2 separate regions of the Sus scrofa genome follow, and region 1 is linked to region 2. Evidence: chromatin contacts called from public Hi-C data. All regions are on one chromosome and are shown on one strand. Each heading gives the region's core, a stretch centred on a gene start, on an enhancer-like site or on the middle of the called end of the contact. The rest is flanking DNA. Distances are from core to core; before and after follow the strand shown.

What was found. A called contact is a pair of places that touch in the nucleus more often than the background predicts.
Region 1: a Hi-C map of omental adipose tissue shows a contact between it and region 2, with 3 times the contacts expected there. The contact joins two enhancer-like sites. A contact is called at or near these places in 1 of 5 promoter capture datasets (liver), 9 of 47 Hi-C or Micro-C datasets (embryonic fibroblasts, fetal skeletal muscle, liver and 5 more) and 1 of 2 datasets of contacts at active chromatin or transcription factors (skeletal muscle).

What each region holds. Positions count from the first base shown.
Region 1 is chr2:79,357,000-79,364,124 of Sscrofa11.1, forward strand. It overlaps ADAMTS2 (A disintegrin and metalloproteinase with thrombospondin motifs 2), which reads left to right. Exons shown (of 22, transcript XM_021084334.1): 6 at 5,267-5,423. Among named protein-coding and RNA genes, the nearest start is that of GRM6, 110 kb to the right of the region's middle. Within about 2 kb of position 3,597, at least 8 of the 83 cell types and tissues checked have an H3K27ac peak or open chromatin away from gene starts, as enhancers often do. A contact at or near this core is called in omental adipose tissue, where this site is marked.
Region 2 is chr2:79,159,310-79,166,524 of Sscrofa11.1, forward strand. No RefSeq gene overlaps it. Among named protein-coding and RNA genes, the nearest start is that of ADAMTS2, 20 kb to the right of the region's middle. Within about 2 kb of position 2,847, at least 2 of the 83 cell types and tissues checked have an H3K27ac peak or open chromatin away from gene starts, as enhancers often do. A contact at or near this core is called in omental adipose tissue, where this site is marked.

The DNA of each region.
Region 1 (7,125 bases), core at 2,347-4,846, 200 kb after region 2:
AAGCCATAGGGAAGGCTGGTATCCCTCAGGGCCTCTGTGTCCTGGGGGATTCCAGAACACTTGAGGGCCAGAGAGCCACTTTGTCCTCCTCCGGAGAGTTGCAGGATTGTGAGGGGGACGTGGTGTCCAGGGCGTGACTCTCACCTTCCCTGGGGAGGCCACGCGGCAGAAGCACAGGCTGGGGGATGGCGGTGTTAGGAGGACACAGCCAGCCAGCCACACCCAGGAGGGCAGGCACTAGGCAGATATCGGATGCGGAGGGACTGGGGCCCCACCTGCTGACTCCTTGTCTCTGGCACAGAGCATCTGTGCCTTGGCATAGAGCACGGGATCCCAGGGACAGCGTGGCGTGTGTGGCTGTGGGCTCAGGAGCAACACCCATGGGAAGGGAGGATGGGGTGCTTCCACTGACCTGGAGCAATCAGACAGTAAATCCAAAAGTGACAACCCAGAGAGGAGCTGCCAGGGCCAAGGGTGCCCAACCGGAGCTGTAGACCACCTCCACGCCGGAGGTCACATCACTGATCAGTACTTCTCTGAGTCCGTCCGAAAGGAATTGCTAGAAAAGGGAAATGTGATAAACCCAAGATGATAAGAAAATCCCAGTCCCGACTTTTTATTATGAAATTCCAGAGACATCAATTCATTCTATCAAACTGCTCTAAAATTTTCCGCTTTCTGTTCTTAATCTTCTTGTGGGCGGTCACGGCTGACACCCACTGGTCATAGACTCCCCTCGCACAGTGCGGGAGGTGAGGTCCCTCGGAGGGACCTCGGGGAAGCGGGAGGGCACGTCTTTGGAATAGGTGGACCCTGGGACCTGCCTGCTCCCGGGTCGGGGGCACCAGCTCCCATGACATCACCAGCAAGCAGGATGGTTTGGTAGTGGTGAGCACCACCAATGAAGTAGAGCACGAGGTGCCCTGGATGGGGTGCCCTGGATGGGGTGGCCAGGCAGGTGACTGCCCGGCCAGAATTCACTTGGATTCACGTGGAGAGAGTGAGCTCTGCTTATGGAGGAAAAGTCAGGAGAGGCTTCTGGAGGTGGGTTGGGGAGTTGAGCTTGGCTCTTGGGGAGGATGAATTCTGATGAGCTGCTCTTCATGGAACCACCTCCCTCCCTCTGGGAGGCCCCAGAAGGAGGCCCCTGTCCCTGGAAGGATTTAGGCAAAGAAAAACCAAGGGACTGTAGCTCGGACCTCTCCCAGAAGAGGGGCTGAGCTGTTCCCCAAAGTCCAGGGAGATGCTGGGGACTATGAAGCCCAGACCCAGACTTGGAGCAGAAAGAGGCCCAGATATTCAGATGCTCTTATTTATTCTAAAGTGTGATGGAAATAGACCAGCTTCCCCACTTCTGCACACCCTCCCTCCGTTCTGCCTGTCCCCACAGTGACATTCGTGCCAGTGATATGTTGTCTGTCTTCCAGCTTATGAGAGGCCTCAGAGTTATCTCAAGTTTTTCCTTGAGATAACATTTTTCTCCATTTCTTTAAAAAAAAAAAAAGCAGAAGAAAAGAGATTATCTTATTTTATACAATATGCCATCAGCCAGGGAGCAGAACATCGGCAACACTCGAGGGTTGCATAGCAACTGGCTTTTCAATTGATTTTTTGAGGAAGCACCAAAGCTACTGAACAGTTCTCATTTTAAATATTTCCTAAGATGATAAAAATCAAAGCAAATGGAAATCAGAGACTTGGGGACAATCAAAGAACATAAGGTATCTTGTCATGAAAGGCCAGGTCAAGACCAAGCAGGGAACACTCTCAGGAATTTTTCAGTGTTGGAAGGAAGGGGTCAGAGGAGTTCTGAGTCTCTCAGTGGAGGCGAGAGAAGGGTGTGCTGGGGCAGGGCTTGGTGTGCAAGGGCCCAGCGCCACCGTCCTCTTATTGCATGTCCCCAGCCATCACCTACCTGCTGTGTAGGGAATTCAGAGCACCCCAGGGACCACCTGCTGGTCTCCCCAGAGACTGGGTCCGAACCCCCAACCTGATGGGTGCCGGGCATGGTGTCCAGCCCCTGACCCTCCCGTCCCACCTCTTGTGCCAGACCCTCCAGGGTCCAGAGACACAAGAAGCAGTGGGGCCAGAAGCGCCGCGCAGGCCTGAACCTGGGGGTGTTCGTGTATCGACTGCGGCGCTGGCAGGTGGGCTTTCTGGGAGGATGTCTGGAATGCGCCTTGATGATGCAGGAGTCCTGGCAGAGAAATAAGGATCACACCTTCCAGCCTTCTCTGGTGTTGGGGTTTGAGATGCCTGTCCCGATGAAATTTGGACTCCGGGGACTGCTTCGCGGGCCAGAGCTGCAGGGAGAAGACACCCCACACACACACTGCCCCCAGGCTCCAGGGAGCCCATGCTTCCCCCAGCCAGGGGGTGTGGTGTGAATTCTGGCCCTGTCGATCCTTCTGGGACCTTCAGCAAGTTACCCTCACTGAACCTTAGGGTCCCCAGTAAGATGAGCACGCGTTAGCAAGGGACAGCAGAATAAGGCTGCTCATACCAGTTACAGCCTGCAAGACCCCCTCTGGGTCAGGCAGGCCCTGTCTGAGGCCCCTGACATGACTTCACGCACTTCTCCCTCAGATCATCTCTTTGGGGGCAGTCGCGTTGTCACCCCCACCTGACAGGACAAGGGTATGGCCTACCGAGGTCTCACGTGCATGGCTGAGAGGGGGCTGGGCTCGGCTGCTGTTCCACTGGTTGGGGAACACCAGCTCCAGGCTCCTTGGCTGGATCCCCTCAGGGTGCCCCATGCCAGTGGTTCTCCACAAAAGGCAATTTTGCCACAACCCCCCCACCCCGCCACCACCTTGGTAGCATCTAGCAAGTAGAGGCCAGCCCCCACCGCAGAGAATTTCCTGGCCCCAAATGTCAGCAGTGCCAAGGTCAAGAAGTGCGCTCGTCCCTCTTGAACCCAGCAGGTCTGGACTCCACTTCCACACATGCTGTCCTGTTTTGTGTCTCTGGGAGGGCAGGTTGAGTGGGAGACCTTCTGGGGTCAGGGCAGCTGAGAAGGCTTTGTGGGGCTGCAGTCAGATCCCCAGGACACAAGCCAAGGGACAAGGACAAGGAACATCATGGATGCTGGTTACCATGGATGGTAGCACCTGAGCTCCCAGTTCAGTGGTGCCGTTGTTCCCACTTTGCGGATGGGGAGCCCAGGAGAGTGAGGTAACTTAAAGAATGTAGTGTGGGGAGAGGAGCAGGCCTCCAAGCCAAGAGCCCCAGTCTAGCCAGGTGAGCCTCACCTGTCACCTACAGGTGCCCTGTGGGTGGGCTTTGTGGTCTGTGGGGCACCCGGATATGTGACTGAGCCTGCAGAGCCTCCAGGCTGCTGGTCCTGCTTTGCTCTTGTCTCCTTGACAGAGGGAAGGAAGAGCATAAATAATTCAGCACATTCTAGAGCAAACAATGGAAATGTCAGCCTTGATTGGAACAGAACTTTCAGCCCAGATCCTAATTGATTTGTTTAAGGGGGGACCCCAGAGGCTGTCTGGGGCCTCGCTGGTCCCCTTTGACCCGGTGCCTGGGTTACTCAGAGCCACACAGCCCTGGGATCTCTGTGTCCCTCCCACCGCTGAGCACCCACGCCGCCTCTCCTGTGGCAGCAGCGCCACCTGGTGGCCACCTCTGGTGCTCACCCTTCCTTTCCTCCTGTTAAGGGAGATGGCCCCACCATTGGAAGTGGCGGGGTTTCCAGGCCCACCTCCATCTCTTTCTAGAGGTTAGACTTCAGTGTGTTACTTCAATTGTCTGATATGGAAAATATTATAATAACAACATCTATATCTGAGGGCAACTGTTTTAATTGGATGATATGTGTGAACCCAGAGCCTAGTGACCTGCTCATAGTGTGAGCCCTGATACATGGACCCCACAGCTACCATCCAGCCCCAGGGTGCAGAAATGCCCTGTCTGCTGTAAAAACAGCCCTGCACTGCACTTTGCTCTGGACAGCTGGTGCCCGCGTCTCCCTCAGAAGGAGGGAGGCTGGTCTGTGAGGGCCTCAGCCAGTTCTGGGGCCATCCCCTTGCTGCCCCCTGGAACACCATAGCCTTGTGTGCAGTGCCCAGCCCAGCACAGGTGGGAACAGGCTGAGTCATATGAAAAGTTTTCCTAGAGAAGCCAATGCAGGGAGGAGCAGGTAGCCAGGAGACGGATAGATAGGGGTCTTTGGGGACAGGAGGAATGCAAATGACCACAGTGAACTGGGCGTGAGACTCTTTTCTTTTTCTTTTCTTTTCCTTTTTTTTTTTTTTTTTTTTTTTTTTTTTTTTTTTTTTTTTTTGCTTTTTAGCACCGCACTACAACATATGGAAGTTCTCAGGCTAGGGGTTGAATGGGAGCTATAGCTGCTGGCCTACACAGCCCCAGCAATGCCAGATCTTAGCCGCATCTGTGACCTACACTATAGCTCATGGCAACGCCGGATCCTTAACTCACTGAGCAAGGCCAGGGATTGAACCTGCATCCTCATGGATACTTAGTCAGATTCATTTCTGATGAGCTACGCAGGGAGCTCCTCCCTGAGAGTCTCTTAATTGCAACAGGCAATGCTCCCAGCCTCTCTCCATCACATCTGAAGGAGAAATGGATGAGTCTTCTGTCTTCACTTGGCCAAGGGCTACAGCCTATGCATGGAATGGAGGGGTCTGGGGTGCCCCAGAGAGCAGGGCCCATATGAGGACTGTGGACATGGGCCGGGTGGCAGTGGAGTAGGGGGAGATCCCATTAGAGCTCAGGTGAGCCATGTGGGTGCCAGACCCCCTGGACCCTCTGCCTGGACACCTGTCTGTGAGGAGCCCTTTGAGGCAGGTGGACCCCACGAGGAGGCTGGTGGTCTCAGGCAGATGGAGGAGTAGATTGAAGAAGGGTTGGGCCTGGGGTGCAAGAGGCAGAAGCTTATGGGCAGTTGTTTAGGGGGCTGCCACCAGGCAAGACTTGCTTCAGCCGGGTATTTTTTTTTTGGTCCTTTTGAACCTCAGCTCCACTGACCTAACTTGAGTCCCTTGAGGCCCTTAGACGGCCTCGGAGCTTTGCTCCCACGTCTTGCCAGGAAGTGTGCAGTGACTTCGTGCAGGTGGGTGTGGCCAAGGAGCCTGTCCATCCAATCAGGAGAATGGAGCCAAGTGGGAGGTCCTGAGAGGGACCAGGCTCAGTGTCACGTGGTCCAGGTCCCCAGTCAGTGAGGTCTGCTCAGCTTGCACCTGGACCAGCAGATGCCAACTCCTCTCTCTCTCTCTGTCTTTCCTGCCCCTTGCAGTCCATGAGCCTCATTGAGATCGGAAACCCCTCTCAGAGTCTGGAGAACGTCTGCCGCTGGGCCTACCTGCAGCAGAAGCCGGACACTGGCCACGAGGAGTACCACGATCATGCCATTTTCCTCACCCGGCAGGACTTTGGGCCCTCGGGCATGCAAGGTGAGCCTCGCCCTGCGGGGCCCACAGGAAGGAGGGCGGCTGAGCGTGAGCCCCTGGCAGTCTTGGCCGGGCTGGGAAGGGTGTCCGGGCAAGGGGACCTGTGTCAGGCACCGGGCAAGCACTAGTGCCCTCTTGGCTCTTGAAAACCACCAGGGACTCTGACACTTTCCTCCAGGAAGCCACATCTCCCCGGGGCACAGCAAAGATCAGGAAGAGACCAGACAGGACATGAGGCTGAGCTTCACAGTTGTTTGCTTCCCCTGGTTTTGTTTTTTGTTTGTTTGTTTTTGGTTGTACCCACAGCATGCAGATGTTCCCAGGCCAGGGATCCAACTACCACCACAAAGGCGACCAGAGCCACAGCAGTGACAACTCCAGGTCCTTAACCCACTGCACCACCAGCGAACTCCTCCCCTAGTCTTTTGTTTTTATCTTTTTCAGCCATACCTGCAGCATACAGAAGTTCCCTGGACAGGGATCAAATCCCAGCTGCAGCTGCAACGCAGGACCCATACCACAGCTGCAGCAATGCCAGGTCTCAAACCCCCTGCACCACAGCAGGAACTCCTGGGCTTCTTTATCCTGTCCAGGGGCAAGCGGCAAGGCCCGCTCGCTGGATTTCTTCCTTTTGGAGCAGGGTCTCAGCATCCCACCCTCCCATCACCCTCCTCCTCCCTGTGGCTGTGAATGCTGTCCTGTAAGCCTTCCCTGGGGACAGCTAAAGACACTCTGTGAGCTTGTCTCTGTGGAGGTGCTAGTTCAATCCCCAACCTGGCACAGTGGGGTGCTATAGCTGTGGTGTAAGTGGCAGCTCTGACTCGGATTTGATCCCTGGCCTGGGAGCTTACATTTGCTGTGGGTGAGGCTGAAAAAGAAAAAGAAGGAATTCCCATCTGTGGCTCAGTGGTTCCCCAATCCGACTAGGAACCATGAGGTTGCGGGTTTGATCCCTGGCCTCGTTCAGTGGGTTACAGATCCTGCATTGCCGTGAGCTGTGGTGTAGGTCGCAGCCAAGGCTCGGATCCATTGTTGCTGTGGCTCTGGCTAGACCAGTGGCTATAGCTCCGACTTGACCCCCAGCCTAGGAACCTCCACATACCAAGGGAGAGGCCCTATAAAGACGAAAGACAAAAAAAAAAAAACAAGAAAAAGACAAAGTGTGTGGGGGCGGAGAGGGGAGAGAAAAAGACACCCGTGATCAGGCTCAGCCCAACTGGGGGGACCAGCCAGTCCACAGACCGGTCATACCCCAGAGAGGCCTTCCTGCCTTCCAGCTCCCTGTCAGGCTCCATCCCAGCTGCTTCCTTGGGCCACGCACTGTAACTGGGCCGGTAAAACCCACTGCGTCCCCTCACTGTTACCTGCGAATTCAGCAAGCCCTTGATGGGGTCAGGTGGCGCGGGAGGGTCCTAAGCTCTCCTGTTGTGGGGCATTGCCTCCTGTGCTGCCCTCCCCACCTTCTGCCTGTGGGGGCGTCTTGCCCCTTCCTGACTTGTACCCGACAGACCCTGGGATCCCTCGGCAGGAATGTGGCTCAGAATCTCCTTGGCCAGAGCGCCTGGTTCCCAGGTGGAGGGCTCCTAGGGCCTTGTTGTCTGTGGCTGCTCTGCAGCCCCGTCCAGGTGGCCAGTCCCCTTTCACGACTCAGCTGGGCAGCATGGCACGTCGGCTGTCCAGGCCCAACTCTGCCCTTGAACAGCTC
Region 2 (7,215 bases), core at 1,597-4,096:
CTTGACTCTGCTCCCTCTGAAGGCTGGATTCATCCTTAGCCTGGCTCCCACCCTGGAAGCAAATAGCTGCAGCAGCTCCCAACTGCCACCCTCACAGCGCCCCCTCCTGGAGAAGAGCTTTATCTCCTTCGGAGGCACCCATGGGACCGAGGGACTTTCCCTCCCAGAACCCCGAGGTCACTCTGATCGGACCCACTAAGGCCAGGGACATACAATGGCTTTCTAAAGTCTAGTTTCCTGTGTCATCCTGGTCAAGGGCAGTTGGGAGAAGGTGACCAGCAATATGAAGGGCAGAAGAAGCAGTGGGAAGATGGCTCACCGGGCTGCAGATTGATGTTACCTTCAGGCTTTGCCTGAGGTCGCAGTGGGTGTTAGTGAGTATGAATCCATGTCTGAAAACTCTGAAGCCCAAGATCTTGTGACTTTGCTGCCTCCTCATGGGTAAATGGGGGTCCTCTGGCCTGATCATGGACAAGCAGATGCACAGACCAGGGTGTGAAGCTTCTATCGTTGGAGAACGGGAGGGCATGTGCAGCTGGGGGTGATGGAGAGCCCAGGAGGAGGGGTCTGGGCTGGATAACAGGCTGTGAAGCTCAGGCTAAGGCAGGCGCCCTTTATCTTGTAGGACTTGGGGAGTGATGGGCAGGTTTCAGCGAGGAAGTGGAGGGATTGGTTCAGGTTTTGGAGCAAACGCTGTGGTGCTGCATAGATGGCTAGGAGTCAGGGTGGGTACTGAGGGTGCCAGACACGAGAGCTATGGTATCACGTGGGAGTATATACCTGGGCTCCTCCCCGTCGCTCCAGGTTATTTCCATCCACAGCAGCACCTCCAGCTTTCTGAGCTTGCTTTGGAAGCAGAGCCTTTGCTTGGATGCTGAACTCTGGGTGCCAACCACTCTCATGTCCTTGACAATTCATATGCTTTTTTTTGGGGGGGGGCATATGGAAGTTCCCAGGCTAGGGGTTGAATTGGAGCTGCAGTTGCCAGCCTACACTGCAGCCACAGCAATATGGGATCCGAACTGCAATTGAGGCCCATGCTGCAGCTTGCCGCAATGCCAGATCCTTAACCCACTGGGCCACAATGGGAACTCCAGCTCATATACTGTCGGTGCTGGAACCGGTGCCTGTTCCCTGTTACTGGTCAGGAGATGTTCGTTCTGCATCTCATGTCCTACCTCCTGGTCCTGTGGCCCGTGTTCTGTTCTGTTCGTCTCCTCTTCATGCTGCTCACCAGCCTAAGGGGATGAGAATTCTTTCCCAAACAATCATGCGGGATCTAGTATGTTCTTTCCTAAAACAGTGGAGAAATTGTGGTTAAACCGAGGACATTCAATTCCTCTCCTGAATTCCTGACGAAAATCTGCCCAGGGTGACGTCTCAACCCCTTAGACTGGCTGAGTCACCCCTCCCCCTCCAGCCTCCCCCACAGCCCCACGCAGCTCCAGGTCCGAGGCATTCATAACTCGGCTCCCCTCCCTTCCCAGGTCACATGATTTGACACCTGCCCGCCTTGGCACAGGTGCCCCACCAGAGAGGGACCCTGCAGGGCCCGCGTGCTTCTGCTCTGAAGTGGCAGAGCCTGTTTCATGAAACCAGGTTCCTCCAGGCGAGTTTCTTGCTCTGTGATAAAGACCCTACTCAGTCATGTAAATGGGTGTGTGTGTGTGATATTGTCACCATTCTGGGATCCAGTCACCAGGCTGAAGTTCTCCCTCTCTGGGCCCTCCCCCAGCTGGGCTCCTCCTTCTGACCCAGCTTTCGGAACCAAGGGTTGCTGCACCCAGGGGACCCTGGACATAGACTCAGCTTGCCTGGACCCTCCTCTGTCCACTTTTGGGGCCCCCCTCAGGTAGCTTCTCCCCCATCTGTAGACTGTGCCCTTTGGTCACATGAAGACACTGAGGCTCAGAGACCTAAAGAGATGCTCAGAGGCCAGGTCACCAGCTTACAGAGTCATATCTGGGTCAAGGCCTGCCAGGCTCCCAAACCTGGCTCTTCAGTCCAAAAATGCCGCTACCCATGGCCAAGGCCAGATTGAAAGAGAGAATTCTTGGAAATCAAACAATAAATTGGAAAAACAAGATAAGGGAAATAAGCTAGATGAAATGAACAGAGAGCTTCCATGATAAAAGGCTGAGATAAAACAGGAAAAGAACCACAAAAATTTTTTTCAAGTTAAAAGTACAGGAGTAAATAGCCTGAGCTAATGGACTAAACAAGACAGAGGAAATAGTAAAATAGGGTAATTAAAAATATGTGACTCTGGCTGGGAAGGGAGGGAGGGGCGGGCAGCACCGTCCACATGAGCCTGGGGTGGGCTCCTGCCACCTGCCTCCTCCCCCAGGGCCAGCGGCTGGCAGCCCCATCCCACAGGGCACCAGAGGATGGTCTTGCAGCTGACCAGGCTGCCTACATTCTGGAATCAGGGACCCCAATCACAGATCACACAAGCTCAAGTCCAGCAGCAGCTCTGACCAGACAGGCCCAGAATCTCCGCTGGGTCTGGGGTAGTGCCCACTTCTGTTGCTGGTCTCTGGGCGGGAGGATGATACCTTCCCAATTCAAGTGGCTGTGTCTCCATAAAATGCCCTGCACATGTGTTTATTTTGACCCAGATCTTTGCTGTTCACATTTCAGAAAGGCCTCCCTCCAGTTTGCCCTGAGGCAAGAGGTTCACTGCCTGCTGGGAGGGCAGCAGAACCTGGGGCCCCGCTCAGCAGGGTCTTTGACCTGGGACACCTTTCTCAGCCTCGCCCGCTGGGGGTCGGTCTCTGGCCCAGAAGGTGAGCCCATGGGAGCCCTGGGCGGAGGCTGCAGGCTCAGTGGCTCCAGCCGGAACTGGCGGGGCTCTAGCGTCTGAGAACAGCATCTTCTCAGGAGCCTGCAGACAAGAGGATGTGCGTGTTGTTGCTGGGATACAGTGGAGCCCCAGGAAGCAAGGCCTGGCTGCTCGCTGGCCAAGGCATTGATTTTTATCAAGGGGTTCTGCATGCTCCTGTGCCTGGGTAGATCTGGGGCTGGGAGAGCTTGCTGCCAGGGGGCTCAGCTCTGATCCAAGCTTTGAAAGGAGAAGCCTGTTGTGGGGGCTGCAGTTCTCGAAGGGCAGGGAATGTGTTAGCATGAACGTGCCCCTCTCTGATTGTGACATCCTCATGCAGCCTCTTCTCTGTGCTGGTCTCAGGGAGGGAACAGTCCATTCCTGCTCTCACGGACCCCCTTCTAGTGGAGGGACAGGCAAGGCCCAGGCGAGTGTGGGTGCTGGGAAGCTGGTGGAGAAAAATAGGCGACTGCAGTGATGGGAGGCAGACAGCACCATGCTGGGTGACCTTGGACGATTGCCTTAACCTCTCTGAGCCTCAGTTTTCTCATCAGTAACATGAGGTTGATAAAAGAGTGTGTAACTCAGAGCGTTGTTTAGAGAATAAGCGAGGTAAGGGATGAAGCACTTGGAATATTGCCCTCAGATAACAAGTGCTGGACGCATGGTATGGGCTGAATTGTGTCCCTTCCCCCAGTTTCTAATATTGAAGTCCTATCCCCTGCCCCCAGTATGTACCTCAGACTGTGACTGTATTTGGAGATAAGGTCTTTAAAGAGATAGTGAAGTTAAAATGAGGCCATTAGGGTGGGCCCTAAATCAGTATGGCTGGGGTCCTTATAAGAAGAGGAGATTATGGAGTTTCTATCGAGGTTCCGAAGGTTAAGGATCTGGCATGGTCTCTGGGAGGATGAGGGTTTGATCCCTGGCCTTGCGCAGTGGGTTAAGGATCTGGTGTTGTCGTGAGCTGTGGTGTAGGTCCCAGATGCAGCTTGGATCCTGCTGTTGCTGTGACTGTGGCGTAGGCCAGCAGCTGTAGCTCCCATTAGACCCCTAGCCTGGGAACCTCCATATGCTGTGTGTGTAGCCCTAAAAAAAAAAAAAAAAGAAAAGAAAAAAAAGGAGATTAGGACACAGACACACACAGCAGAAAGATGATGGGAGGGAAGGCACAGGGAGAAGACAGACATCACAAGCCAGGAGAGACGCCTTAGAGGGAGCAGAAGGAACCAACCCTGCCCACACTTTGATCTTGGACTTCCAGCCTCCAGAATGATGAAGTAGACTGCTGTGGTTTCAGCCACTTGGTCTGGTACCTTGTCAAGGCAGCCCTGGTGAACGAATACAAGGGTTAACTATAGGCCGACCTCGTTTTATTGTGCTTTGCTTTGTCGCGAGTCACAGGTATTGCAGTTTTTACAAACTGAAGAAGTGTGGCAACCTTGTGTTGTCAGATCATGGTTACAACTTTTTAGCATAAAGTGTTTTTTTATGGCCACACCTGTGGCATATGGAAGTTCCTGGGCCAGGGGATGAATCCAAGCCAGAGCTGCAAGCTACTCTACAGCTGCAGCAACGCCGGATCCTTTAACCCACTGCACCAGGGATGGAATCCACACCTCCTTAGCACCCCAAGTCGCTGCAGTTAGATTCTTAATCCACTGTACCACAGCAGGAACTCCAGCAATAAAGTATTTTTAAATTAAGGTATGTACACTTTTTAAAGACAATGCTATGGCGCACTTAATAGATGGTAGCATGGCATAAATGTAACTATTATATGCCCTCGGAAACCAAACAATTCATGGGCCATGCTTTATTTCGATGTATGCCTTATTGCCATGGTCTGGAACTGAACCCTCAATATCTCCGAGGTCAACCTGTATTGCTATTTCCGTGTGCCCACACTCAGCCCAAGGGCACAGAGCAGACACCAAGGAGTTTGTGTATGGAACCTCCCAGAGTAGATGACCCTACAAAGTGGCAGGCTGTGGCATGGGAGCTCCTGTGAGCCAAGGGCCCTCCTTGTCCTGGGTGTCGATGAGGAGGGGCTCTCCATTAGAGCCTGAATTAGCCCACTGGAGGCCTTTCCGAGCATCTCGTTAGAGATGCCGAGAGGTTCTGAGGTTGGAAGGATGCAGGGATTGGGCTTTTGGATAGGTTCTTGGGGAGAACCTGGCTGCCAGGTCCAGCCTTGAGACCTCAGGGCCCTGGCACGTCTGACCCATCCGGTCTGCTGACTCGTCCACATCCTCACCTAGGCTGGCCCTTCGGTAATAAGCAATCACACAGTCACTTTCTGTGTCACATGCTGTGTCCTTTCATTACCTTTAGGTGCCCTGTCTGGTGTATTAGTCACCATTTCAATCTTGCTCAAAGTAAGGTGCCCTCTGCTCTGCTGGGGGGCTGTGTACCTTGGGAAGAGGCCAGGTTGTCTGCCTCTCTCTGTCACTCATGGGGCGGTGCAGTGGGGGACATGGGGCCAGCTGGGAGGAGCCACGGCTGAGAGATGGCTTTGCCCTTCGCAGATTCTTGGAATCTTTCCCCAAAGCCCCGGGGCCCTGTGCTCCTTGTTGTGGGCGGGGATTTTCCGGCCAGCTGCTCCTGACTGCCCTCTGGCTAGTAGGCTACCCCTGGGGGCAAGGCTCCTTGTGAAAGGACCCTGCTGGGGTCCCACGCCACCCTGAAGGCTCCCCTTCTCTGAGACCGTGCTCTCACATACCCTCTCACATCCACTCCCTGGGAGAGAGTAAGGAGCTCCAGGTCACAGAACTGCTTCTTGGGAATTCTCTTGCAAACCTGCTGTTACCTGGTTCCCTCTTGGGGCCCCATCACCTTGAAACATGTTTTCTAATTAATGTTGATAAGAGGGGACTGCTTGTTCAGGCTTTTCCTGGACCACTCAGACTATTTTAGAGCTAAAAGGACTCAGGAGATCAACTGGATCAGCTCCCCAAATTTACAGATTGGGAAACTGAGGCCCAGGGCAGAAGGGTGTGCCTATGGTGATGGTTAGTGGGTGGCAAAGCAGGGTTGGAATGGAATCCCTGGCGGGTTGCTTATATGAGCTCAGGGGATCCTTGTAAAGGCATTTAAAGGGAGGGTCTAGGGAGTTTGTGTTGTGGCTCCATGGGAACAAACCTGACTAGTATCCATGAGGTTGTAGGTTCGATCCCTGGCCTCGCTCAGTAGGTTAAGGATCCGGCATTGCCCTGAGCTGTGGTGTAGGTCCCAGACACAGCTTGGATCTGGCATTGCTGTGGCTGTGGTGAAGGCTGGCAGCTGTAGCTCTGATTTGATCCCTAGCGTGGGAACCTCCATATGCTGCAGGTGAGGCCCTTAAAAAAAGGGGGTGTGGTCTAGGCCATGCCCCTGGTGCTGTTCACAGCCCTTGGCCTGCTCTGTTCTTCCCACCTGGTCCCCCAGTCCATCTGTCTACACTGCTGTCCTTAAATCAGCTTAAACACCCTGGCTGGAGTTTCTGTCTTGGCTCAGTGGTTAAGGAATCTGACTAGGAACCATGAGGTTGCGGGTTCGATCCCTGGCTTTGCTCAGTGGGTTAAGGATCTGGTGTTGCCGTGAGCTGTAGTGTAGGTCGCAGAGGAAGCTTGGATCCTGCTGTTGCTGTGACTGTGGCGTAGGCCAGCGACTTCAGCTCTATTAGACCCCTCAGCCTGGGAACCTCCATATGCCATGGGTGAGGCCCTAGAAAAGATTAAAATGCTCTGGCTGAGGCCTCTTTGTGGCCTTCTGCTCCCCTCTCCCTGCCGCCTTCTCTGGTCTGATTCAGTTCATGTACATCCTCAGGAAAGCCTCCTCTGACCCTCAGTTTCCATCCAGTGCCCTAGGGGCCTGTAAATACACACACACACACACACACACACACACACACACACACACACACTCAACAGCGCTCTGCCTCCTCTCTGGTGTTCAGGAGGCGTGATTCAAAACACTGAGGTGTGTGGTAATGTATCAGATTAGCAAAAATCCAAAAGAGCAGTGACACCCTGAGCTGCAGGGACATACACTGGGGCACACAGCTGATGGAAGTGGGAATTGCTCGATCCTTCTGGAAAAGTTTGGTGATATTTGTGAAACTGACAACATGAACGAACTTTAACCTGCAATCCCACCTTGGGATTTTATTTGGTAGAAATAAAAGCAAGGAAGCGAGGCTGTCTATTACAAGACTGCTGGTAATAACACACGCACAGATACACACACACACATACACACACACACACACACACACACACACACACACACACACACAGCCTGCAAACAGCCTAAATGTCAATAAATTTGGAAGCGGTTGACAAACTGAAGCTATGGGCTTTGAAGAAGCTGTTACAAGAAGGCCATAGGTACCTTGGGTTACCGTCCTGGAGGCA